Linked DNA regions of Mus musculus: all the other regions are linked to region 1. Evidence: chromatin contacts called from public promoter capture Hi-C data. All regions are on one chromosome and are shown on one strand. The core of a region is the stretch at or near the end of the contact, and the rest is flanking DNA. Distances in the headings are between cores, read along the strand shown. Region 1 holds the start of Rrn3 (RRN3 RNA polymerase I transcription factor homolog (yeast)). Region 2 holds the start of Gspt1 (G1 to S phase transition 1). Region 3 holds the start of Yars2 (tyrosyl-tRNA synthetase 2 (mitochondrial)). Region 4 holds the start of Pkp2 (plakophilin 2). Region 5 holds the start of Snx29 (sorting nexin 29). Region 6 holds the start of Mzt2 (mitotic spindle organizing protein 2).

Region 1 (3,897 bases), core at 316-2,815:
CCTAAATAAACGTACACACAAATGCTAAAGTTCATCTTATTCTCTTTACTGTCTTGGGGGGGGGGTTGTACTCAGGAGGAGGAACCCAAAGTCTTGATAATTTGCTCTTCGGTTTAATGCCTTTTAAACTCTGACTAAGCAAAGTCAAACCCCACCTCCTCGTACCTTTTTGTATTTCAGTAAGACTTCTGTCACAGTTCCGCCAAACCGAACAGTTTTTTTCGGAGGAGAATTGAAGAAATCGCTCTCTAACGCGAGCATATCGGAAAGCCTGAAGAACCAGGAAGACCAGTTATCAAATTCATGACAGAGAATGACGGCAGGGAGCATGGCTGAGCCAACATCATTTTGTGTGATGAGGCTTAAGTTTCTCAAATGATATCCCTCCTTCCAACCTTCTCTCCCAGGAAGCCACTCTTCCCTCAGTAAATCTGTCTCAGAAGCTGTGGCAGAATCCAACCTAGGCTACATAATGAGATCTTATTAAGAGTAAGGGAAGGAAAAGAAACTCCATATTCCCACATTAACCCTGTAAGATCCTGTTTAACCAGCCACCTTTCCTAACCCTGATCTCATGATACAATCATTTGTTAAAAGCGTGATGTCCTTTCTATTCCTCAAATTTGTCAAGCTGATTCCCATTTCACCTGCTACTCGCTGTTAGAAACACTCTTCCCAAGGTTGGAGTTCAAATGTCAGAGGCCCTCTCCACCAGAACCTCATACACTCACGCTTTATCCTGGAACGTTGTAGTTCTTCATAGCATTTACTGATACCTGAAACTATCTTATCCATGTATTGCCGCCGCCCCCCCACCCCACTGCCCCGCCTCCGGCTCTGCTGGGTATGGGTTAGTGTCTGGATAAGCTGCTGTCCCCAGTGCCTTAACACAGAGTATACACACTTTATTAACAATTGTCAGTACTATGCTAAGTGCTTTACAAGGTTTACTTCGTTTAAACAAGAGAATCAGACAAAATCTAAAGGTTAGATTCCAAATGTTTTATAGGGATAGGTATTTTAAAATGTTGGGCAAAAAGGACTGCTTATATAATATACGGTTCCACTATGCTACTGCTTGCTTCTACAGAAACAAATTTCAAACAAAATTTTTGGAATTCGATAGGTCACCAGTGACAGCTTTCCCCTAGATATCCAAAACCCTGGAAATGCCGCCCATGTCTTGGCCAAGAGAGGGAAGAGGAAAGGCACGGAAGATTAGCCTAGAGTCCCACAAGGGTGCCCCAAGAGTGAGTGGGAAACAATGGAACAGACAAGGCTCGCCCGGGCAGAGGGGACCCGAGGGAACCAGAGGCTCCTGCGTGCCCGAGCCGAGCCCGCACGCCCGGCCCCCTCGGCACATGCGGAGAGCTCTCAGCGGGCTCGAGCCCCGCACCCGCAGGCGGAGGCCGCCCGGATCTTACCCAGTCCGCGACGCACTCAGCGTGGCAGAGGCCGCTGCCGTCACATCGCCCGACAAGCGCGTGTGAAGCAGCGGGGCCGCCATTCGGCCTGAACTGAGCGAACGCCCGGCCTTGCGCCGGAAGCCACGACCTACCCGCCCCGGAAGTGGCGCTGCAGAAGGCAGCCCCTTGCGGGACGCGGCCCACGTGAGCAGAGCGTAAGGATCGCAGCAAGAAGGCGGGTAGGCTTGCGTCTGACCTTAACCGGCCTGAAGCTTTCCTAGAAATAGGCTGGCACAGCTTGGCGGGGCAATCGGTGGCCGCATTCCTCAGAAACTCCTTCAAAAAGAAGCTTGTCTTAGAGGCGTGTGCACGTGACCTTGGCGCTCAGGAGGTGGAGGCGGGAGGATAAAAGGAGTTCAAAGCGGGTTTCCTTCTGGGAAGTGAGTGGAGGAGGAAGGTCAGCTGGGTGCTTTCTCTGCCTCTCTGACCTAGCAGGCTTGCACCCCAGCATCTGGCCCCTGAGTCTTCATTGGTAAAATCGAACGGCTGGGATTTTTTTGGTTTTCAAACAACATGTTGGCTCTCTTAACTTTTGGCAAGACTCCGAGGGACACTGAGAGATCACTCCTGCTGAGGACAACCTGAGAAGCCATCAGATTTGGTCCCGTGCATCAAGCCAGAAGCAGCCACAGGGATGGCTGTGTTTCTCATGACCCCACACAAGAAGACCACCATCTTCACTGAGGCCAAGGAGTCAAGCTTGGTGTTGGCACTCAAGCGCATCATTGAGGGCATCATGAAGAGGCCTCCTGAGGAGAGCTGCTGTTCAAGGACAACCAGCTCCTTGATGAGAAAACTCTGGGGGAATGTGGCTTCACTAGTCAGGTAGCAAAGCCACAGGCCCCAGCCACAGTGGGCCTGGCCTTCAGAGCAGAAGATGCCTTTGAAGGCCTGCCTATCTACCCCAATTCTTGTCCTCCAGAACTTCCAGGTGTGATGAAGGATTCTGGAAATAGTGCTAAGGAACAAGTTGTACAGTGAGGGCCCCAGGCCCACCTCCTAGAGATCCATTCCTCCCCCACCACCACCACCACCAAAAAAAGGGAGTTCAAAGCCAATGGGTAACTATTAGGACCTGGGTTACTCAGGTAAAGAGCCCGGTTTAATGTTAGTAATACAGGCACTGGAGAGGTGGAAATAGAAGGATCCTGTATATCATTTTAGACACATTTTCACACCTTACTCTGTGTGAAACACATATTACACAGTGACCTAGCCAGAAGTGTGGAGACTGGTAAAAAGCCAGAGGGGAGAGTTGGACCGATGTTACCATGGGTAAGAGAACCCAGGCTGGGGAGCTGGGCATGATGGTACATACCTTTAATCTCAGCACAAACAGGCAGATCTCTGAATCTGAGGCTAGTTTATTTAGACTATCGCGTAAGTTCCAGAACAGCCAAGGCAATACAAAAAGAGCTTGTCTTGAAAACAACAAAAGAGGATCCAGGTTCACAACTGTTTCTAACTGCAGTCCCCAGTCCCAGGGCTTCTTAAACCTCTGTGAGCACAGCAGGGACACACAGATGTACAAAAAAACCCACCCAAACACATAAAATAAATCTTAAGACAGTTTTAGAGAATTTGCTATCCAGCATACTTTTTCTTCGGATGTTGAGGCTAGATTCCAGAACACTAGATGGATGCTCTGCTATTGAGCTCCACATATAACTTTGTAAAAGAAAAACCAGTGTCACTGGGCATGGTGGTGCATGCCTTTAATCCCAGCATTCGGGAGGCAGAGGCAGGCGGATTTCTGAGTTCGAGGCAGCCAGGTGTACAGAGTGAGTGCCAGGACAGCCAAGGCTATACAGAAAAACCCTGTCTTGAAAAACCAAAAAAAAAAAAAAAAAAAAAAAAATCAACCAGGCCAAAAAGAAGCAAGGAAAGGAGCTTTGTTTTTTGTTGTTCTTATTATTTATTTGTATTTATTGTGTATGTGTGTGTACCACATGCACACAAATACATCAGATCCTCTGGAACTGAAAGACCCACAATGTGAGGACTCCCCCACGTTCTGACTCAGGAGAGGCAACACCCCAAATCACTCATAAGAAATGGTCTTGATGCAAACCGCAAGAGAACTTTTATTCCAAGAGCACTCTGGGGCCCACAGTCTTACACCACACAGGGGTAAAGGACCTTGTGGGCAGAGTAGCTAGGTAACAGGGTAAAGGAAGAAACCACAACTCAAGGGTTTGGGGAGGGTGTTGTTGGAAAATACCAAAAATACCAGTTAAGAGTCACGAAGAAGTGGGAAGTCACAAGAAAAATACCTGATAGTTGTGTGGTTATTTCTCAAGACAGTTTCTAGGAGCCTCTAACAATAGCACTTTTGCATAGTGGGTTCCAGCAATGGTCAGGGTGACTTTCTTTGAACGAACACTCCCTGAACCCAGGAAGCAGGTAGGTGGAAGAATATCGCTATCTGTTT
Region 2 (3,439 bases), core at 332-2,831, 2.5 Mb after region 1:
AGCTTGGTGGTAGACAGGCAGAGAGTTCCAGCACTTGGAAAGTAAGATAAAAGGACTGGAGTTCAGGGCCAGCCTGGGCTTCATTTGTCTCTGCTTAACCAACCAACCAACCAGCCAACCAACCGACCAAAACCTAACTAACCAACCACAAAAAGAAGAAAAAAAGAGCTAGTTTGAAGCCTTGCTTTAAAAAGTAATTGACAAAGCCGGGCATTGGTGGTGCTGGCCTTTAATCCCAGCACTTGGAAGGCAGAGGCAGGTGGATTTCTGAGTTCGAGGCCAACCTGGTCTACAGAGTGAGTTCCAGGACAGCCATGGCTATACAGAGAAACCCTGTCTCGAAAAACCAAAAAACCCAACAAAACAAAAACAAAACAAACAAAAAATTATTGACAACTTTGTCTATTACCTCTCTCGTTAGGCCAAATTCTCACTTTTTATTATACAAATGTTTAAAGTCAGCATTCCAATTTAGATATCTTAGATCCAGATTTAAAAAAAAAAAAAACTCGTTGTTTGAACATTTTGAATATGTTACTCTGTAATTTCCAAGTAGGTTAGTTGCATTCTGTCTAGACTCTTTTCAGAGCAAGTAAAATTAAGAGTATACTTTTCTTTGTCTTGGTCTCCATGGGTGAATTACAGGAGCATTTAACAGGTATTTAGAACAGGTATTCCTACTTCGTGCAGTAAAAAATAAAGGTGAATTTTATTTTTTCTTGCTTGTCACTTACCCCACAATTACTAAAATGCAACTTGAAAGTGTGAGATGCCCTCATTATTAAAGGACTGTAAGAATAGCTGACAGATGCGGCCTTTCAAAAGAACAGCACTTTACCTAATGGCAGCTAAGGAACTGGAAGCACCAAAATAGCCACTATTAGGTACCGCTGGGTACACTAAAAAATATGGCAATCCCGATTAATTTGTAAATCTCCTGGCAGGGAGGATGAAAGGACGAAAAAACATTTTAGGTGCGGGCTTTTAATGACTAGTCAAACATAACATGAGTCACTGAAATTTTCCAGTTAAGGATCCTTTTGCCGGACATCCTTGGACCTTTATGAGCCACACGCAGTTTCAGCTGTAACATCTCATGGTTTTACTGCCTCTTCCAAAAATGAATACATAAAAGGAAAGACGCCTCCCGCCGGCTTTGAAATGTAGGGCAAACTCTGGCTGCGGGTGGAGAGAAAGAGAATAAGGTATATAGACTGGGAGACAGAAAAGGCGCCGAAAAGGGAGAAGAAAAAAAAATTCCTCTAGGTTAGGCCTGCGGACCGGGTGTTCTCACAGGCTAGGGTGGATCGTCGCCTCGTGCGGAAGGGCTCGGCCCACCGTCTTGCCCTAGCCGAGTAGAGCCTACCCCTACCCCCACCCTGCGACAGATGGGCCACCAGACTTCTGCCTCCTCGCGCTGCCTGCCGGGAGTTCCAGCCGCTTCCGGTGACGCTTGAGCGCTGAACTCCGACTCCCGTCAGCCCCCGAGAAAACCGCACCGGGTCTTCGCGGGTACTGTCGGGACTTGTAGTTTAGCTATCGGCCGCGCTTCGTAGGCGGAAACGCGGGCGGACACAGACGGGAACTACCGAGGCGAAGGTACGGGTGGTAGCGAGAGGTCAATTCTCTCCAAACGTGGGGTTGGCGGTGAGGCCGGCGGCGGTAGTTGGGGTTGGGTGGGAGGAGATCCTTTCGCACACACGAGGAGGGTTGAGCCGCTGTCGACCTGGTCTCGAGTGTACTGTCTGGACTGTAGCTGCTGCCCAGGACGCCGGCGAGTGAGTCATTGACTGTCAGCTCCCCAGTCTTGCCGTCCTCCCCGGGTCAGCGCGGCCTGCTCCTCCCCGGTCGGCCGCCCCCGCCTCCATTTCCCGCCCTCTCTTCACCACACACACGGCCCCCCCGATCATGGATCCTAGCAGCGGCGGTGGCGGCGGTGGCGGCGGCGGCGGGAGCAGCAGCAGCAGCGACTCTGCGCCCGACTGCTGGGACCAGACGGATATGGAGGCCCCCGGGCCCGGGCCTTGCGGCGGCGGCGGGAGCGGCAGCGGCTCCATGGCCGCGGTGGCCGAGGCCCAGCGTGAGAACCTCAGCGCGGCTTTCAGCCGGCAACTCAACGTCAACGCCAAGCCTTTCGTCCCCAACGTCCACGCCGCTGAATTCGTGCCGTCCTTCCTGCGGGGTCCGGCCCAGCCGCCGCTATCCCCAGCTGGCGCAGCCGGAGGCGACCACGGAGCAGGCAGCGGCGCGGGAGGCCCTTCGGGTAAGTTGCCGGGCTGGATATCCCCAAGGCACGGGCGGCGGCCTGGGGCCGGAGTTCCGCGGTGGGCTGGGTGGAGAGGACGGGAGGCCGGCCGGCCCGCACGTGGGGCGCTGACAGCGGCGCCGGCTGGTCTGGGTGGGGCGCCTCCAGTCTGGGAGCTGCTTGGCTTGGGGCGCCTGGGCCAGGAGGAGCAGAGACCAGGGGACCCGGGGGCGATTGCCCCGCCGCGGAAGGCCGCACGCGGTTCACCCCTAGGCATAGGAACTGTATGGGACCCTGCCAGCCCTGGGCCAGTCAGTGCCACGAGGCCCAGAAGTGGGGACTGATAGGGCTTGAAGTCCGGCAGGAGGAGGGTGTGAAAGTCTAGGGTTTGGGGGACAGGACTTGTCTCTTCGCTGGCCCAGAGAGCTGCTCCTACTGTAGTTTCTACGTTTGGAACTGTAATTGCGTTTTAAGTATCGGTGGCACTAAAGCGACCTGAAGGAATCCCAAGATGCATTGCAGGCTTGTGATCCGCCAGAAACTGTTGGCTGTCAATACAAAGACCTTTTTTCACCCTTAACATTTTGAATACTTGAAAAGTTTTTTAAATGTCACAAGGATTCCTCAGTACTAACATGTGGTAGTAAACCTCATTGATTTATGTGCGGTTTTAAGCGGGATTTAAGACTTTTTCTGAATGGCGTGTAGACTTTTAATTGTTTTAAAAGTATGGCCCTTATAAGGGTTGCTTATAAAAGCTTAGTTTGCGTTCGTGTATTAGTCTAGTCTGTTACTTAAATACTTCTGATAACTTAATATTTGTCACATAAAGTAGCTACTAAATACACTTTCTGTCGTTTCAAACTGCAGTCTTTAAACACCTTTTTACAAACGGGCTGTATGTTTGGTAGCCTGCTTTCAGGTACAGATTTTGTAGCAATGCTGTTGAGTGAACTTAAGTATTGCCTTCATGCTGATGCTTTTTTTTTAAATTAGGTATTTATTTCATTTACATTTCCAATGCTATCCCAAAAGTCCCCCACACGCTCCCCCACCCATGACGATGCTTTTTTGAGTAAATATGGTATTGTCCTAAAGAAAAAAAGAAAGAAAGAAAGAAACGGGAAGGGAAAAGGCCGAGACTTTGATTATTTAGCAGGGACATTGGTGGGGCAGATAATTTGAGCTTATTTC
Region 3 (3,769 bases), core at 168-2,667, 2.5 Mb before region 1:
ATGTGTCGTGCTTAAGTGCAATTGAGGAATGCACCTGAGCAGGTCAACAGGACTTGATTTTTGAAGGATCAGGTAGAAAAATGACAAAGTTGGGCGAAAGGATACCAGGAGGTACATTTAGAAGGTGGCTTTTAATATTTTTAAATGAGTTTTGTCGTGTAGCACACGAACCAGCCATATAATCTATGTTCCTCAAGAAAACTGTGAGGACTGGAGAGGTGGCTCAGTGGTTCTTCCAGAGATCCTGGGTTCAATTCCCAGCAACCATGTGGGATATAATATAAGAATTTGGTGCCCTCTTCTGGCATGCAGGTGTTACATAGAGATGGAGCACTCATACATAAATAAATCAATCTTTAAAAAAAGAAAACGCTGTGAAAATCTTTATGGAGGCGAAAAGCTAAATTAGTGCACACGGTTCTAAACAGAAGTCCAATTATTTTCAGGATAAATAACAATTTCTAAAGAAACTAAAGGCGACTTAGGGAAAACAGACACAATCCAAATCTTGAATATCGGTCTGCTTCCAGCAGCTCTAACTCCCAGCTCTAACTTACAATCTTCCTAACGAATAACACACTACTTCTGTATACTCGTCCCCGGGTTTCCGTAGGCTCTAACAATTCCAGCTTACTTGTGGATGAACTCGTAGCCAGACATGATGTTGCCCAACTGATCTGATCCGCCCAGTTGGACCCGGCATCCATAGTGCTGGAAAAGGTAGTAGAAGTCATAGGCCTGGAGCACCTGGTAAAAGAACTCCGCCAAGCTCATGCCCTCGGGGCTCTTGAGACGCGACTGCACGCTCAGCCGGCTCAGCAGAGTGCCCATGCGGAAGTGGCCGCCCACCGTGGCCAGGAAATCCACCAGGTGCTGCTCCTGGAACCAGGCCGCGTTGTCCAGCACCGTGAAAGAGCCCCAGGGCCGGCCGTCCGCGAAGAGGCGCGCGTGGTTGGCCGCCAGGGCCTCGAGCCCTCGCCGCAGGGCGTGCGCGTTGGCCCGCACGCACTCGGCGCTCAGCGCCTCGCGCCCCTTGGTCCGGCCGCTGGGGTCCCCCAGGAGGGCCGTGGAGCCTCCCACGAGCGCGATCACGTTGTGGCCGGCTCGCTGGAAGTGGAAGAGCCCCAACAGAGTTAGCAGGTGCCCCACGTGGAGCGAGTCGCCCGTGGGGTCGAAGCCGCAGTACACCGTCTGGGGGGACGAGCCCGCCCTGCGGCGGTCAAAGAGTTCGGGGAGCTCTGTCTTCGTGCCGCTCTCGGGGAAGAACTCCTTGAACAAGCCGCGGGCCCTCGGTGCCACCAGCATTCCCCGCGCGCCCGGGCGCACCGCACGCGACCCTCGTAGCCAGACCAGGGACTGCGGAACGCGGCACAGGCGCCTCAGCATGGGCGCCGCCATCTTGCGGGACACGCAAGGCATGCTGGACCTCTGTCGCCCTGCGACCGCGGGCGCCTCGGTGTCTCTCTACGCATGCTCGGGCGTAGCGGGAGGCCTGTTAGGCTTTGGTGCTGTAGGCAGTCCTGGAATGTGGACCGACTGAGTTCCGTCTTGCGGCCCCCGCTGTTCCTCTATCATTTCATTCCCGTTTTCTCAGTGAGGATGTCGTGATAGTACTTCCTGTCTCACAGCTGTGGTGAAAGCACTTGGCGGTGTAGTAAGCGCTCGACAAATGTTTACTGTCGTTTAAATGATCATGCAAAAGCTGTGATGCTCAAGTCCCATAAGTCTTGGACCTGTAGAAAGAACTCGGAGTGGAGTGGAGACGAAATTTCTTTGTACCAGTTTCCCCAGTTAATGAGAGCCTCGTCACAGTACAGGCAGGCAGGCAGGCGCGCGCACACACACACACACACACACACACACACACACACGTCATTAGTGGGTGTCCTGAAGGTGGCAGTCTCCTCCTAGCAAGAGGAAAGTCAAAACAGGAAAGAACTCCCTGTGTTTAGTATAACAAAAACTGGAGTCATTCAAAGTCATAACATATTAGGTGCTTTTAGGAATCCTCTCACCAGGATGAGGACTCTCATTTGCAATTGTATGGCAGGTGAGCCAGCCCCCAAGTCCCATTGTAGATTCTGACTAATTTTCTTTAAACATTTTAATTAGCGTACACAAATTGTACAAAATAATGAATTTATTCTGACATTTCCATATATGAGTAGACGTGGGCCATACTTTCAAAACTCCCTGATTTATGTGGAGTAGCATTATTGAGAATGTGCCATTTGTGGCCATCACCTACCATTGTGAGAGAAGTAGGGGTTATGGAGGGAGACAGAGAACAATTGAGCCAGGAGTAAGTTGCAGTAGAGGTGTGCTGGCTAGTTTTATGCCAAGTTGACAAAGTTAGAGTCATTGAGGTACTTAAACTGAGAAAATGCCCTCAACCAATGTGGCCTATGAACAAGCCAGTGGTGATCAGTGATTGATGTGGAAGGGACCAGCTCACTGTGGGTGGTGCCTCTTGATAGGTCCTTTCTCCGGTAAAATGAGCCAATTCAAACCAGATTAGATTATAAAGCAGATTTACTGTCCCCCTAGAATTGAGGCCAGGGGGGGTCGCCATGGGGGGGGGGAGAAAGGGCTTGTGGCAGGGGGTGGGGAGAGAGAGAGAGAGAGAGAGAGAGAGAGAGAGAGAGAGAGAGAGAGCAAAATGTGTAGATTGTATAGCAAAGAGCGTCTGAGGGAAGGGCAGCCCATCCCCTGGGCTGGAATGTACAGGGTTGGGGATAGGGTATGCCAGGTAGAGACTTAGGGATGCTGAGAGAACCTGGAAGCCAGATCTGTTTTCATATGTAAAATATGCACCTGAGTCTCTTGTCCCAGGGTCCCAAAAGAAACACCACCCTTGGTGGTCCTGGGTGCTAAAAGAAATCAGGCTGATCAAACAATGTGGAATAAGCCAGTATGTAGCACTCCTTCATGACTTCGGCTTTAGTTCCTTCAGGAGTCTTTCTGACTAGAGTCCTTGCCCTGACTTCCCTGAATGACGAATTATAAGCTGTAAAGTGAAATAAACGCTTTTCTTCCCAGGCCATTGGTCATATTGTTTTATCACGGCAATAGAAAGCTCAGGCCAGACAAGAGTCATTCAGTATCCCAGAGGAAGTCAGGAGCTGAGATTTCCTTCCATAGTCTTCCAAACTGAAACAAGGAGGTAGGCTGTTTCACTTTATTACCGGCTAATCTTTAAATATGGAATGCTCTTGGAGAGAAATCCACACTTTGGGCAAGCCTTTTGACTAAGAGTCATATGCAGAAGACAAACAACACTCACGTTCCTGAAAGAGGATCCTGACCCATCCCCAGACCATTAGCTACAGATCTTTCCATGTCCTAATACTAAGGTATTTGAAGAAGACATTTATTTTAGTGGGTTATAAATTTGTTATTTTGATTAATCAATGTATTTGCTCATCTAATTATCAGTGAGTTTAATTTCTCATTGCCAGTAATATTGTAATATTACTGGTAATATTCTCTAATACTGGTAGAAAATAGCTAGAGTGTTCTCTCATATTGTTACTCAAAATATCTTTAAAATTCTAGTCAGAATCTGTTGATCTGCACTTTGATCAGAGACAGACTGTAAGATGCATTGCAGGAAGTTCTGAAAGCCTAACAGATACTGTACTTAATATTGGGAAAAATCTCTCACTTGCAAGTTTGGGTTAATACAACAAATACCTACGTATTGTGACTTTAAAGAGCAGGGCAACAGTTGGGTATTAGAAAGTATGACTTCATATCTGCACTAGCTTTA
Region 4 (3,911 bases), core at 399-2,898, 2.4 Mb before region 1:
AATGGCAGGACTAGCCAGACACTGCCCTCAGTCATCCTGGAGTCCTTTGCCACATTCCTAACCCTAAGGTTTGCTTTTTCTTCTCACCAGGAACTAAAGCAGTTCTTTCCTGTGTAAACCTTTCCATCCTCTTAGAACTTCCTTAGTTTTACTTAGAGGAAAAGGAGTCGTTACAGGGAAGTTTAGTTCCCAAGTAATTTCATTTTGTGTTAGTAATCAAACACTTAATATGTTAACTCATGATCGACTTAAAACTCCACATTTTGGCTTTTATATACCACCTATGCCACTTTCTGTCTGGAATCTTGACTGTTTTATTTGCTCAGTTTCCTTGTCTCTAAGCTTGGATCCACAGTAAACCCAGCCCATGTCTGTAATCTCAGCACATGGGAGACGGAGACGGGAAGTTTGAGGCTGCATCTTAAAAATCGTATCTATATCTACACATATGGAAAGAGAAAGGAAAAAAATACACAGTTCATTTTAAGAAGATAATATAAAGTGCGAACCACATAGCCTAATTAGGGACGTTACAGGCACTCACTTACATGAGCTTGCAATCATTAAACACCTCTTTACTTTTCAAGTATGCAAACATCAACTGCCCTAACCTTTAGACAAACTGAAAAGCGGACAGCCTCCCAGACTCTGCTATTTGAAATCCACATGCTGGCACGGAAGCATTATTATTCTTAATGGTAATCACATTTACCAGAGCTTCTGATCTTTCTGATCAACCACACTTCTGTCAACTAGTCTGTGTGGTGGGGGGTTGATTTTTTTTTTTTTAATGAGGGCGGTTCTGCACCCACGCATCTGTTGGTTCTGGTGTGTGGGTGTGAGGTGGGCAGGCGGGGCTACCTTCAGCCTGGCCAAAGTCTCCTTCCTCCTTATCCTCCGCAGGGTGTTCAGGTTGCTCCCAGACCCAAAGCCGACTTGCTCAATTTGTTTAGTCGCAGATACGGAGTGGAGCACTTGGACGAGGTAACCTCAATTTAGAGGATGGAGGAACCGCAGGGCTTTGAAGGTTTCTTTCTAAAAATATTTATAGAGAGTCGTAAACTCTAAAACATCTCAATAAAAGCCCAAAGCGCCTTATTCCAGAAGATCAATCTTGCATACCAAAGTCTGCATAAAATTTCAAAGTGTTTTTTAGAATCTCAGGGAGAGAACCCGGAGCGAGCGGCGAAGGGTGAAACCGATCGAATTCTTTAATACAGACAATTGTGTAATTAACAAACGAATAAGGTAGACCAGAACCAAAGGTTAGGGAGGAAGCGTGTCCAAAGCGACCAACCACGAGCCGGAAAAGGTAAGGTGAGCAACAGGTGGGCGGGCGGACACCGGTTCGCACCGGGGAGACCTACGACTAGCACGGCGGGTGGGGTTCGACTCACCGCTGACCGCAGAGCTCCGGCCCCGGCGGGCCAGGGTCTGCTGCACCTGCTCCTGGATCCGCTGGCTCCGGGCCGCCGGGTCGCCGCGGCCGCTGCTGCCGGCCAGCCTCAGTCTGGCCTCGGAGGGCAAGGCCAGGCTGGAGCTGTCCAGGTGACCCAGGATCTGCTGGCCCAGCACAGTCCGGATGTAGCCACACTCGGCCAGTGAGCCGGGGACGGCCATCGCGTCGGCGGAGTGACCAGGAGGGACTGCCAGGACCTGCCCGCAAAGCCGCAGAGGCGTGGGGACCGGCAGCAAACCCCGCCCCGCCCCGCCCCGCCCCGCCCCGCCCCGCCCCGTAGGACCCAGGCCCTTAGGGGACAGGGGCGTGGCTCCTGCAAAGCAGGCGCACTCCGCCCGGGGCGAGCACGTCCTCTGAGGCCCCCACGTATTCTCGGCTCGCGAAGGATTGTGGGAGGAGCTGCCCTTAGGACAGGTGCAGCTGGGAACTTCTGCTGTGAGTAGCACATCTAGTTAGTTAGGGTCAGTTACACTGTTCCAAACGTTCACAGATAATGAAACATGTATGAAATAGACGTATTTTAAAGGTTTTTTTTTTTATCCGTAGTACTTCAGGACGCCGAGCTTTTTGTACAGATGGAGCCCCAGAAACATATGTTCTCCCTCAGTGAAAGCCTCTGCTTGCTCTTGCAAATACACAAATTGTACCCAGTGCGCTCTTGTCCACCCACTTCCTTCTTAAGGAACATGCCCACACAGAGAAACTCCAATAAGAGGCCCAGAGAAAAGATGACTTTTAATACTCAGTTTTAATAGCTCTTCTAACGTTGACTAAGCCCTCTTTATGACAAGCTCTTTGCAGGGGAACTCATGAACGAGGTTTCTCACTTAAATCTCCCGAACTTGAGTTTATCATGCTATTAACTATGCTTCACATGCAATTGGGCTAAGAACAAGAGCTAAGCTCAACAGAAGGGTCCTTGAACTTAAAGTTGACAACCGATGCTACTCTCCACATACTGGTATTTAGACTTGGGAGAAGAAAAGAAAAACATCTATGTTTGTTATCAAGTGGGGTCTTTTCCTTTGGTTGCTAGGGTTTGTACCTTTGTTGGAACAGCTAGGGAACACAACTTCTCTTCTTCCCCGGTTCCTAACTAAACAGTTAATGTGGCTTCCTGTTTTGCCTTCGAGCATCGAGGAAATCAGGGACGAGTCACTCTTTCTCCACAGGCCACATAGTCAAAGGTCATAAGGAAAGCTCTGGAGGTGGGAGCTATGAGGTCAGCAAAAGCAACTGGGCCAGTCTTTAGGTAAATTGTGCCCAAAAGCTTGGCTTGCCAAGTCAGGTGTAAATAATGTACAGATGTGATGCTGAGAGCTTACCGAAAACAAGAATGTTATGACGGTTAAATTACAGCAACAAATCCTGTCACCAGCCCCTTGTAAGCAACCTGTTTCCCTTCATCTATCTCCTAGCTCCTTCTGAAAGTCCCAGGTCTGTTGCTTTAAAAGATAACTGCAGCGCCTGCTTCTGCAGGGCCAGGACTCACTCTGGCTTCTGTACCTGGAGAACTATGATTGGTAAGGTCCCATTCTGCTTTCTTCAGCAAGAGACAAACAGGAAATTTCTCTTATTTATCTTAGGAAGTGTAACTTCACTTTCCTGTTTCTTGTCAAATCACTTTTTAAAAGTTCTGTTGTAATTGATTATCTTATTATGCAGGCTCCAATAAATGAGGATATCTTGTAGTTGGTAGTTGGATGGTTTGATAAAAGAATGGCAATTAGAAATTAGCTTACAAGTGAAGGAGGATATACATCTAATTTAGCTTATCCTTTGGTATGGCTAAATAACATAGCCTCTATCCTCCCCAGGTTCCTAACCATACAATTAATGTAGAGCTATGTAGCGTCCTGTTTTACCTGAGGATCAAGGAAGTGAAAAGGAAATAGGGACTAGTCATCCTTTCTCTACAGGCCACATGGTCAAAGGTCATGAGGAATGCTCTGGAAGTAGAAGCTATGAGAACAGCAGGCCTTGGGAACACCAAGTGGTGGGTCATAAGCAGTGCTCTGCATATTTTTACATGTCAACATCCTGTCTGTAAATGGGAATAATAAATGTACCTACACATAGTGTTGCCATGATCACTAAACAAAGAATTGTACATAAGTGTTCAACAGCCCTTAGAAGTCCATTCTTGAGTCTCTGACTTTCTTCACGTCTTTATCATAGATCCCCATCTTACTTAAATGGTATTCTTTCACAATCACTCATGTATGAGCACACATGCGTGCGCGCACACACACACACATACACACACACACACACACACACACATACATATTCACTGTTTCTCTGCACATTTTTTCCACAGATTTTATTTTAATCACTTGTTCTGGTGATTTAAAACAAAAAGGCCCTCACAGACTCATATATCTGGTGTTTGGTCTATAGTTAAGTGGAAGGAATAGGAGATAGAGCCTTGTCGAAGGAGGTGTGTCACTGG
Region 5 (3,743 bases), core at 806-3,305, 2.5 Mb after region 1:
TCAGTGAGAGACCCTATCTCCACAAATAAGGAAGCAAGACAGAAAAACAGCCAGGGTTGATTGCTGGCCCTCCTACACATGTGCACATGCAAACACACCTGCACACACATACTAAATTAATTAATTAAAAGTATATTGCTGGGCTGGTGAGATGGCTCAGTGGGTAAGAGCACCTGACTGTTCTTCCGAAGGTCCAGAGTTCAAATCCCAGCAACCACATGGTGGCTCACAACCATCTGTAATGAGATCTGATGCCCTCTTCTGGAATGTCTGAAGACAGCTACAGTGTACTTACATATAATAAATAAATAAATCTTTAAAAAATTAAAAAAAAAGAAAATCCCAACTAATAACCAAAACACGAGTTTAAAAAAAAAAAAGTATATTGCTGCCGGGCGGTGGTGGCCCACACCTTTAATCCCAGCACTTGGGAGGCAGAGGCAGGCAGATTTCTGAGTTCGAGGCCAGCCTGGTCTAGAGAGTGAGTTCCAGGACAGCCAGGGATATACAGAAAAACCCTGTCTCGAAAAACCAAAAACCAAAAACCAAAAACCAAAAAAAAAAAAAAAAAAAAAAAAAAAAGCATATTGCTTTATGTGGTAGAGCCAGGATTTGAACCCAGTACATTGGGCTCCATCACCTTTTGGTGGATGCTGGCACACACGTTTTTGTTAACATTAGTGTTAAGTTAGACCCAGTAATTTGCTTTGGCAGATGAACGTAAACTGTAAAAACCCCTCCATTAGTCCCCTCAATAAGACCACAGTTCCATAAACTTTGCTCTTGAGCAACAAAAAGCATCTAACGTTTTTTTAAAGATGCACAGAAATAATTTAAAAAACAAAAAATTAAGACTGCCCTTTGCTCCTTTGCCCTAGCACCCTCTCCGCTCCATGAAACACCTGAGTGCAAGTCTAGAGACTGGGTGCAGAGACGAAAATCCAGCTGCACAGTAAGAAAAAACAGAAACTACGAGGGTAGGCGGGTCCTCCTAAGGGAATCCAGATCCCTGAGTCCAGCAGGAGAATCAACAGCCAACACAAGCCTTCCCTGAGTCACTCCCATCTCCACGCGCAACACCCAGGAATGACTTAGCACCAAAACATCAAAACATCATCAGGACTCTTCAGAGGGAGGCTTGAAGACACAGACTCCGACAAAGGGACTAAACTTCGGTATCACTGAGCACAAGCCGTCACAAGCACCTGCCTCTCACTTCCAGACTCCCCACCCGCTCCACCTCCCTGCTGGTGGTATTGGCTTGGGCAACGCTTGAGCCCCATTTAGGTTCAGCATTGGGCAAGAAGGAAAGGGCTTCAGGACACAACCGGAGACTTCAAACGATGAGCTAGAGGAAGACATGGAGAGAACTGAAGCATGAACTAACAGCCCAAATACAAAAGGCACAACCGGGAGAGGGACGCTGCGAGGCTAACTGGCCAGCTCTGGGGACACAGGTGCAGGGAAGAGGAGGGAAGAAGACAAAGCTGTCCTAACACTGAGACCTCTGGGGACCCGGAGCTGTCGCTCTGGTTTGCTGTGTGTGACAGGGGTGTCTAGAGATGCTCTTTGCCTTTGGAGAAAGAGGAGTCACTGGGTGGAAGAGACCTGGAACAGAGAATAACTAAAAACCAGGGGCTGGTAACTGGAGCTGAGTCCCAGGAGGGTCACGGGAGAAAGAGGGACTAAGGCAAGTACCAGAGATCTGAGAATCCGGGGTGCGGAAACCTGTCAAAGGGATCGGCTGTCTGGGAGGGAATTGGGAGCAAGCTCTGCTCTAGGAGTTGGCTGTCACTGGTGAGGCAGAGGGACAGGAGCGCCAGCCCCGGGATAGTGGGAGCGGTGCAGGAGACTCCGGGCCAGGGCTCCGAGCCTGCGAGCGACCCCGCGGGGGTCTGCAGCGTGTGAGCACACCGGGCCCGGAGCGTGCGGCTGCAGTGGCGCTACGGGGCGGGTGACAGCAGCGGGGCCGCCACTCACCGCTCATGTTGCTGCTCCCGGGGCCGCCGCCTGCCTTGCCGCCGCCGCCGCGTCTGCAGCCGCCGAGCTCCACACAGGCCGGGAGAACGCGCGCCCCGCCCGCTGGCCCCGCCCCGGAAGCAGTGACTCTCCTAGGGCCCGCCTCCCGACCCGGAACCAAAATACTCGGGCAAATCGACGCCCCAGGGTAGCAGGGAAGAGAACCGGCACCTCACAAAATCAATGCCTCCCAATCCCCGAGCCAAGAAAAAGACATCCATTTAGACTGAAGTTCGGACAAGGATGCGATATACGCGTACCGAGAGCTTGGAGTAGTGTGTTGCATGTCCGTCAAACCAGCACTCGGGGGAAGGCAGGTGGATCAGAAGTTCAAGGTCAACCTTGAACTACTCAATGATTTCGAGGCTAGATGGGGCTGCTTGAGACTGTCTCAAAGAGAAGAGAGAAAAAAAGAGTAATGGGCCTGCAGGGCCTGGTGGTACAGGCTTTAAATCCCAACATTCAAGAGGATAAGTCAGGAGCCTGAGCTGCAAGAATTCAAGAGCTGTGGATGGCCGGCGTGGTAACGCACGCCTTTAATCCCGGATTTCTGAGTTCGAGGCCAGCCTGGTCTACAAAGTGAGTTGCAGGACAGCCAGGGCTATACAGAGAAACCCTGACTCGAAAAAAAAAAAAAAAAAAAAAAAAAGTTTGGTAGAGAGGGCACATGCCTTGCATGCAGGAGGCCCAAGCTTCAACTCTCTGTACAAACAAAAACAAAAGGTGAATTCAAAGCCATTCTGGGTAACTTCTCAAGACTCTCGAAATAAAAAGTAAAACCGGAGTGGTAAAACCGGAGTGGTGGATATAGTTCAGTAGTTGGAGTAGCACGTGCAAGGCCCTGCAGGCAGGAGAGTTTGTACTTTCTTGATGATGGATGTGGGAATAAAAGTGCAAAGCACAGTGATGCAGTCAGAATTTGAAACTTCACTTACAATCCTGGTGTGACCATGCACACCTTTAATACCAACATTCACAGAAGAATCGAATTACTGCCTGAGGCACTTGGGAGAATTTGTGGTGGGTGTGTGTGTGTGTGTGTGTGTGTGTGAGAGAGAGAGAGAGAGAGAGAGAGAGAGAGAGAGAGAACTTTCTAGAATGAGAATGCATTGTAATGGGTCTGAGGAGAATGACAGTGGGTCAGTGGGTTAAGGGAACTACAAGAGTTGTCCAACTGACTCTAGGCAACAGTGAGAGGAAAGGTGGGTAGGTGCTGAGAGAACACAAGAGCTAAATTCACAGCAACTGTGAAATCCAGGGTTTTGCCCTATTTTAAATATGGAGTTGAAAGACTATTTTGCCTGCTGGATATGAGGCTGGAGTCACCCAGCCTGGAGAACTTAGGCTCTTGATCAGAAATAAGAAAATAATGAAGAGCTAGAAACTGTAGTAGCTCAGTGGAAGAACACATGTGTGCCATCCTGGATTTGATTCCAATAAAGAAAGGAAAGGGAGGTGACTAAACCTGCAGGCTGCCCTTTACCAGTGGTCTTAAGTCCTACAGAGGTTTCACATGGCTTCAGCTAAAATCTTCCACCTTCCACCCTGGGAGGACACAAACAGCGCTCTCTCCCCAGATGCTAGCATCTTCACGTGGAGCTCTCCAACTCCACAAATGAGGCAGACCAAGTGTGGAACAGGTCCTGCCTTCCTATAATCCCAGTCCAGAGAGAATCAAGAGCTTAAGGCTAGCCTGTAAGGAAAATGATATGTCGAAAAACCAA
Region 6 (3,892 bases), core at 117-2,616, 2.1 Mb before region 1:
TTCCTAAAGTTGAGGCCATGTATGATTATGTCAGAATTATATGAAAATGGCGGAGTGACTTATGTGAGGGTCCAATGACCCTACCTTGACCTTCCTTCTATGAATGGACACTGGCCATCCATGGACCTGAGGTGATATACTCCTACAAACAGGCAGAGCTGATGGCATGCAGGTAACAGTTGTCTGGCTAGGGAGATGATGCTGTGCCTCACTTCGATTTGCCTCCAGTTTGTACTCTTGGGCATTCTGACCAATAGGAGCTGGTTCCTGGAGCCATCAATCCTACAATAAACTAATGAGGCAGGGAGGCCCTACATTTACATCATGGCCACAGTTCTGCGAAAACCTGAGATATTCTGGAATCCTGCAAACAAGCACCTGATGTTCCACCCTGGGAAGCAGGTGCCAGATTAGATGCACATACATCCTGTAATGTCTGCTCCTGGAGCCAGACTCATTCCCCACAGCCCACACTGGCTCTTCACAGTCACCAGCAGCTTACTGTCACCATGGTCCTCACTGTGACAGACGCACCATTCAACATGGAAATGGTGTTTAGTCCTTAGATCTGGACCTTGGTGACTGGCCAAAGGTTCACCAAATATGAAGACCGGAAGTGCAGAACCAGGGAAGCTGTGTTCAGTATAAGGAAGAAAGAAGGAAGGCTGAGAACTGACTAGATGCTCTAAATTCTCCCCTTCCCGGTAATGAATACGTTTTCCCCTAAGAATGAAGACTATTCACCCAATATATTTTTATATTGAAAATATTTTTTCATACTCTATAATCTGATCATGATTTCCCTCCCTTACCTCCTCCCTGAACTTTGCCACTTCCCTACCTTCTCAAGTTCTCTCTCTCTCTCTCTCCCTCCTCTCTTTTCTAGCAAATAGGCACATTTAAAAAAAATCAAGCCAGAATAAAACAAATTGAAAAAATAAAAACACCAATCAACAAACATACACATACGGATACACACACATATGCAAAAGACTAGTAATGTAAAATGGACAAAGCATCAGGAGACAAAATATCTCCAAGAGTGCCCCCGCACAAATTTTAGATGCCCCTCCTGGTCCCCTTTCACTGTGTAGGCACTTCTGGACGGCTCCCCCGGTCCACTCTTTCCCGATGGCAGTGACAATCATGGTAACCGGCCAAACATTTGCAGTTCTCAACACACCGGCCAAGCTAACGTGTTGAGTTCAAAATGACCATCCTACCTATCTTCAGAAATAGACGCCGCTATCCAGACACACAACCCGGAAATAGCGTCATCAAGCTGCGCGTCAGGCCACACCCCTGCCTACTGGGAAAAGCGGCTCAACCTCCCGGGAAAAGCGCCTGCAAAAGCAAAAGCCAATCAAGTGCAGAAGCAGTTGGCCACAAGGCGCGTGCGCAGTGACGTCCTCAGTTGCTCTTTACTCCCCAAGTTTATGTATTTCGGGGTCGGGGGACAGGAGTGCGTATCCGTTTAAAAGCAAAGCTGTTTAGGGACCGTCAACAGAACTGGTAATTACACGAGATCGTGAATACTCGTCATCCAACAGGCATTTGCTAAGTACCCGGTATATGCCAGGTACTATTCTGGGGTCTGCTACCTAAGCCAGCAGTCCAAGTCTGATCGTCAGGCAGTGATCAGCTTCCCACCACCCCACCCCATGCCTAGCACACTGCCCTGTGCACAGTAGACGTTCCGAACAAGTCAAGTAACCGACTGTGTAAAGGCCTCTTGGAACTCTCGCCTCGGTGCTGGAGCTGTTGACTTGCAGAGACTCTGTCCAACACAGATCCCTTTTCAGGCTATACGAATGGCGGCGGCGGCGGCTGCTGCTGGTGGTGCTGCACTCGCGGTTTCCACAGGATTGGAGACAGCAACGCTGCAGAAGCTGGCGCTTCGGCGGAAGAAAGTGCTGGGGGCCGAGGAGATGGAGCTGTACGAGCTAGCTCAGGCTGCTGGCGCCGCCATCGACCCCGATGTGTTCAAGTGAGAAAGCGGGGGTCGGGACTTTGAGCTCATACTCCCTACAGATAATGCCGGCTTTAGGACTCCTCATTCCTGCATCTGCTACTCTAAGATATCCGTGTCTCTTTAAGGGGTTTCAAGACGGTGACCCAGCTGGCGCGACTCCTAGAGCATGTCCGCCCTGTGGCTTTCAGTATTCGCTAAGCACTGCATTTGTTTCCCCAGGATCCTGGTGGACTTGCTGAATCTGAATGTGGCTCCCCTCGCCGTCTTCCAGATGCTGAAGTCCATGTGTGCTGGGCAGCGGCTGGCAAGCGATCCCCAGGACTCGGTGCCCATATCTCTGTCTACATCCACATCAGAGACCCGAGGTTAGAGATGGGCTGGGTACTTCTGCCTAGAGGGTGGCCGAGGTGGGGAAGGAGTAGAGAACCTCGTGCCGGCTTGTCTTAGAATTGCTCAACCTGTCTATAGGCCTCCTCCCAAGGTCTGCAGACCCATCCACCTTTCAGGGACTTTAGTTGGCTCCACCTTTCGGATTGTACTGCTGGACCAAAGACTGGTCCAAGCAAGCTAGACTTGGTCTTTCTGACTCCCTCTCACCTCTTCATCATGCCTCCATTGCACAGGTAGAGGAATAAACATGGCTTTGGTCTCCATCTACCACACAGCCTCAAGGAAGTGTTCAGAGAGCAGAGCAGACAACGCCTCCCCCTCCGAGGGCCACGTCTAGCTCCTGTTCATCTCAGGCCAGGCCCGAACACCTCTCATCTGGGGATTTTTTTGGGTTGCAGGACTGAAGCCATCTGATTCCTTTGGGACAAAAAGTAGAGGTCTGACAGAAAGATTCACCCAGTTCTCAGGTGTGAATGGCCTGGTCATGAGTGGGACCAGGTGTAAGCAGATGGTGGTGAGCAGAGTGTAACAGGGATCTCAGGTCCTCCAGCCTGCCCATCCTATCTGTTACATCTGTTCTCTCTGCCTGTCGGACCCTCTGAAATACAGCTTGTCCTCCCAGACAAGTGGATGCAAGTCCAGTGCTCATTTCCTGCCTGTAAGTGCAAGAACCACATGGAAGGAATCCAGGTGGGGTAAAGTGAGCAGTCTGGCCCAGTGAAGGCAGACTGTCAGGCCTGGGGACTCACACATACACGCTGACCCACCCACTTTCTGATCAATGTGTGTCTCTGGCCTCTATCACCCTTTCTCTTTGTGGAAGAGAAACAAGGGTAACCTTTCCCTCAGGCCTGCAGCCTCTCCAGGTCTGCTCCATGGCCCTCCTCCCAAGCACCTGCCTCCCTGCCCCCACCCCTCACCCTGGTTCTCTTGCTGCCCATCTTCTCCTGTCACAGGCATTTGATTGTCTAATCTGTGGGTTTGGTGTTGATGTGCACTCTGCCGCTGGAAGTTGCCATTGTCCCACAAGGCCAGGGCAGCTTTGAGCTACAATACCAGGGCACTGTAGGCCATCCCAGCCATGCAACTCAGAACAAGGACATGTTTTCTTGCTTAGTCTATCAAAGACACAGTACTTTTAGAATATGCAATTGTACCGGTGCCCCCGGATCATCCAACACCCCCACACTTGCACACTTTAAAGATCCCTACCCAGGCAGAGGATGTAGGTCAGGGACAAACATGAGGGATCATGGTATGCTATTGGGAACATGACCTCAGCCTCTTCAACACTGTCCCTTGGCTGATTGCAAGTATGGCGTAGGGAACAGATGCCTCTCCCTAGCCTCCTTGACAACACCATTAAGAATGACATTTTGTGGTCATACACATCTACTTGTAAACTGAGTTTTCTTTCATACCTCATTTGTGGCCTGAGGTACCTCTGCAGGTATTGGCAGTATGGGTCCAGTATCAGGGTGTGTGAGTTCCCAGGGTGCATGAGTTCCCAGGGTGCATGAGTTCCCAGGG

What was found. Promoter capture Hi-C pulls out the DNA fragments that hold promoters and counts their contacts.
Region 2: a promoter capture Hi-C map of pre-B cells shows a contact between it and region 1, with 4 times the contacts expected there. The contact joins the promoter of Gspt1 here to the promoter of Rrn3 in region 1. A contact is called at or near these places in 5 of 39 promoter capture datasets (the 3T3-L1 cell line, cranial neural crest, hippocampal neurons and 2 more), 1 of 484 Hi-C or Micro-C datasets (B cells) and 3 of 115 datasets of contacts at active chromatin or transcription factors (embryonic stem cells, epiblast stem cells and forebrain).
Region 3: a contact with region 1 is called in a promoter capture Hi-C map of liver, with 5 times the contacts expected there. The contact joins the promoter of Yars2 here to the promoter of Rrn3 in region 1. A contact is called at or near these places in 6 of 39 promoter capture datasets (the C10 cell line, embryonic stem cells, hippocampal neurons and 2 more) and 1 of 484 Hi-C or Micro-C datasets (CD4 T cells).
Region 4: a promoter capture Hi-C map of liver shows a contact between it and region 1, with 2.8 times the contacts expected there. The contact joins the promoter of Pkp2 here to the promoter of Rrn3 in region 1. A contact is called at or near these places in 3 of 39 promoter capture datasets (hippocampal neurons, liver and pre-B cells).
Region 5: a contact with region 1 is called in a promoter capture Hi-C map of hippocampal neurons, with 10 times the contacts expected there. The contact joins the promoter of Snx29 here to the promoter of Rrn3 in region 1. A contact is called at or near these places in 6 of 39 promoter capture datasets (3T3-L1-derived adipocytes, cranial neural crest, hippocampal neurons and 2 more).
Region 6: a promoter capture Hi-C map of liver shows a contact between it and region 1, with 6 times the contacts expected there. The contact joins the promoter of Mzt2 here to the promoter of Rrn3 in region 1. A contact is called at or near these places in 3 of 39 promoter capture datasets (hippocampal neurons, liver and pre-B cells).

What each region holds. Positions count from the first base shown.
Region 1 is chr16:13,778,367-13,782,263 of GRCm38.p6, reverse strand. It overlaps Rrn3 (RRN3 RNA polymerase I transcription factor homolog (yeast)), which reads right to left and starts at 1,565. Exons shown (of 18, transcript NM_001039521.1): 1 at 1,425-1,565; 2 at 166-271. The coding sequence starts at 1,507. It also overlaps the pseudogene Gm6354.
Region 2 is chr16:11,252,467-11,255,905 of GRCm38.p6, reverse strand. It overlaps Gspt1 (G1 to S phase transition 1), which reads left to right and starts at 1,581. Exons shown (of 15, transcript NM_146066.2): 1 at 1,581-2,263. The coding sequence starts at 1,909. It overlaps LOC115488671, which reads left to right and starts at 2,270. Exons shown (of 2, transcript XM_030249388.1): 1 at 2,270-3,439. It overlaps Mir1945 (microRNA 1945), which reads left to right and starts at 1,461; the gene lies at 1,461-1,538.
Region 3 is chr16:16,300,613-16,304,381 of GRCm38.p6, reverse strand. It overlaps Yars2 (tyrosyl-tRNA synthetase 2 (mitochondrial)), which reads right to left and starts at 1,417. Exons shown (of 5, transcript NM_198246.2): 1 at 635-1,417. The coding sequence starts at 1,398.
Region 4 is chr16:16,211,082-16,214,992 of GRCm38.p6, reverse strand. Pkp2 (plakophilin 2) reads right to left here and starts at 1,648. Exons shown (of 13, transcript NM_026163.2): 1 at 1,398-1,648. The coding sequence starts at 1,620.
Region 5 is chr16:11,321,216-11,324,958 of GRCm38.p6, reverse strand. Snx29 (sorting nexin 29) reads right to left here and starts at 2,055. Exons shown (of 21, transcript NM_028964.4): 1 at 1,981-2,055. The coding sequence starts at 1,987.
Region 6 is chr16:15,860,843-15,864,734 of GRCm38.p6, reverse strand. It overlaps Mzt2 (mitotic spindle organizing protein 2), which reads left to right and starts at 1,366. Exons shown (of 3, transcript NM_029354.3): 1 at 1,366-1,987; 2 at 2,192-2,337. The coding sequence starts at 1,812. It overlaps Gm41425 (a long non-coding RNA gene), which reads right to left and starts at 1,298. Exons shown (of 3, transcript XR_875934.2): 1 at 1,224-1,298.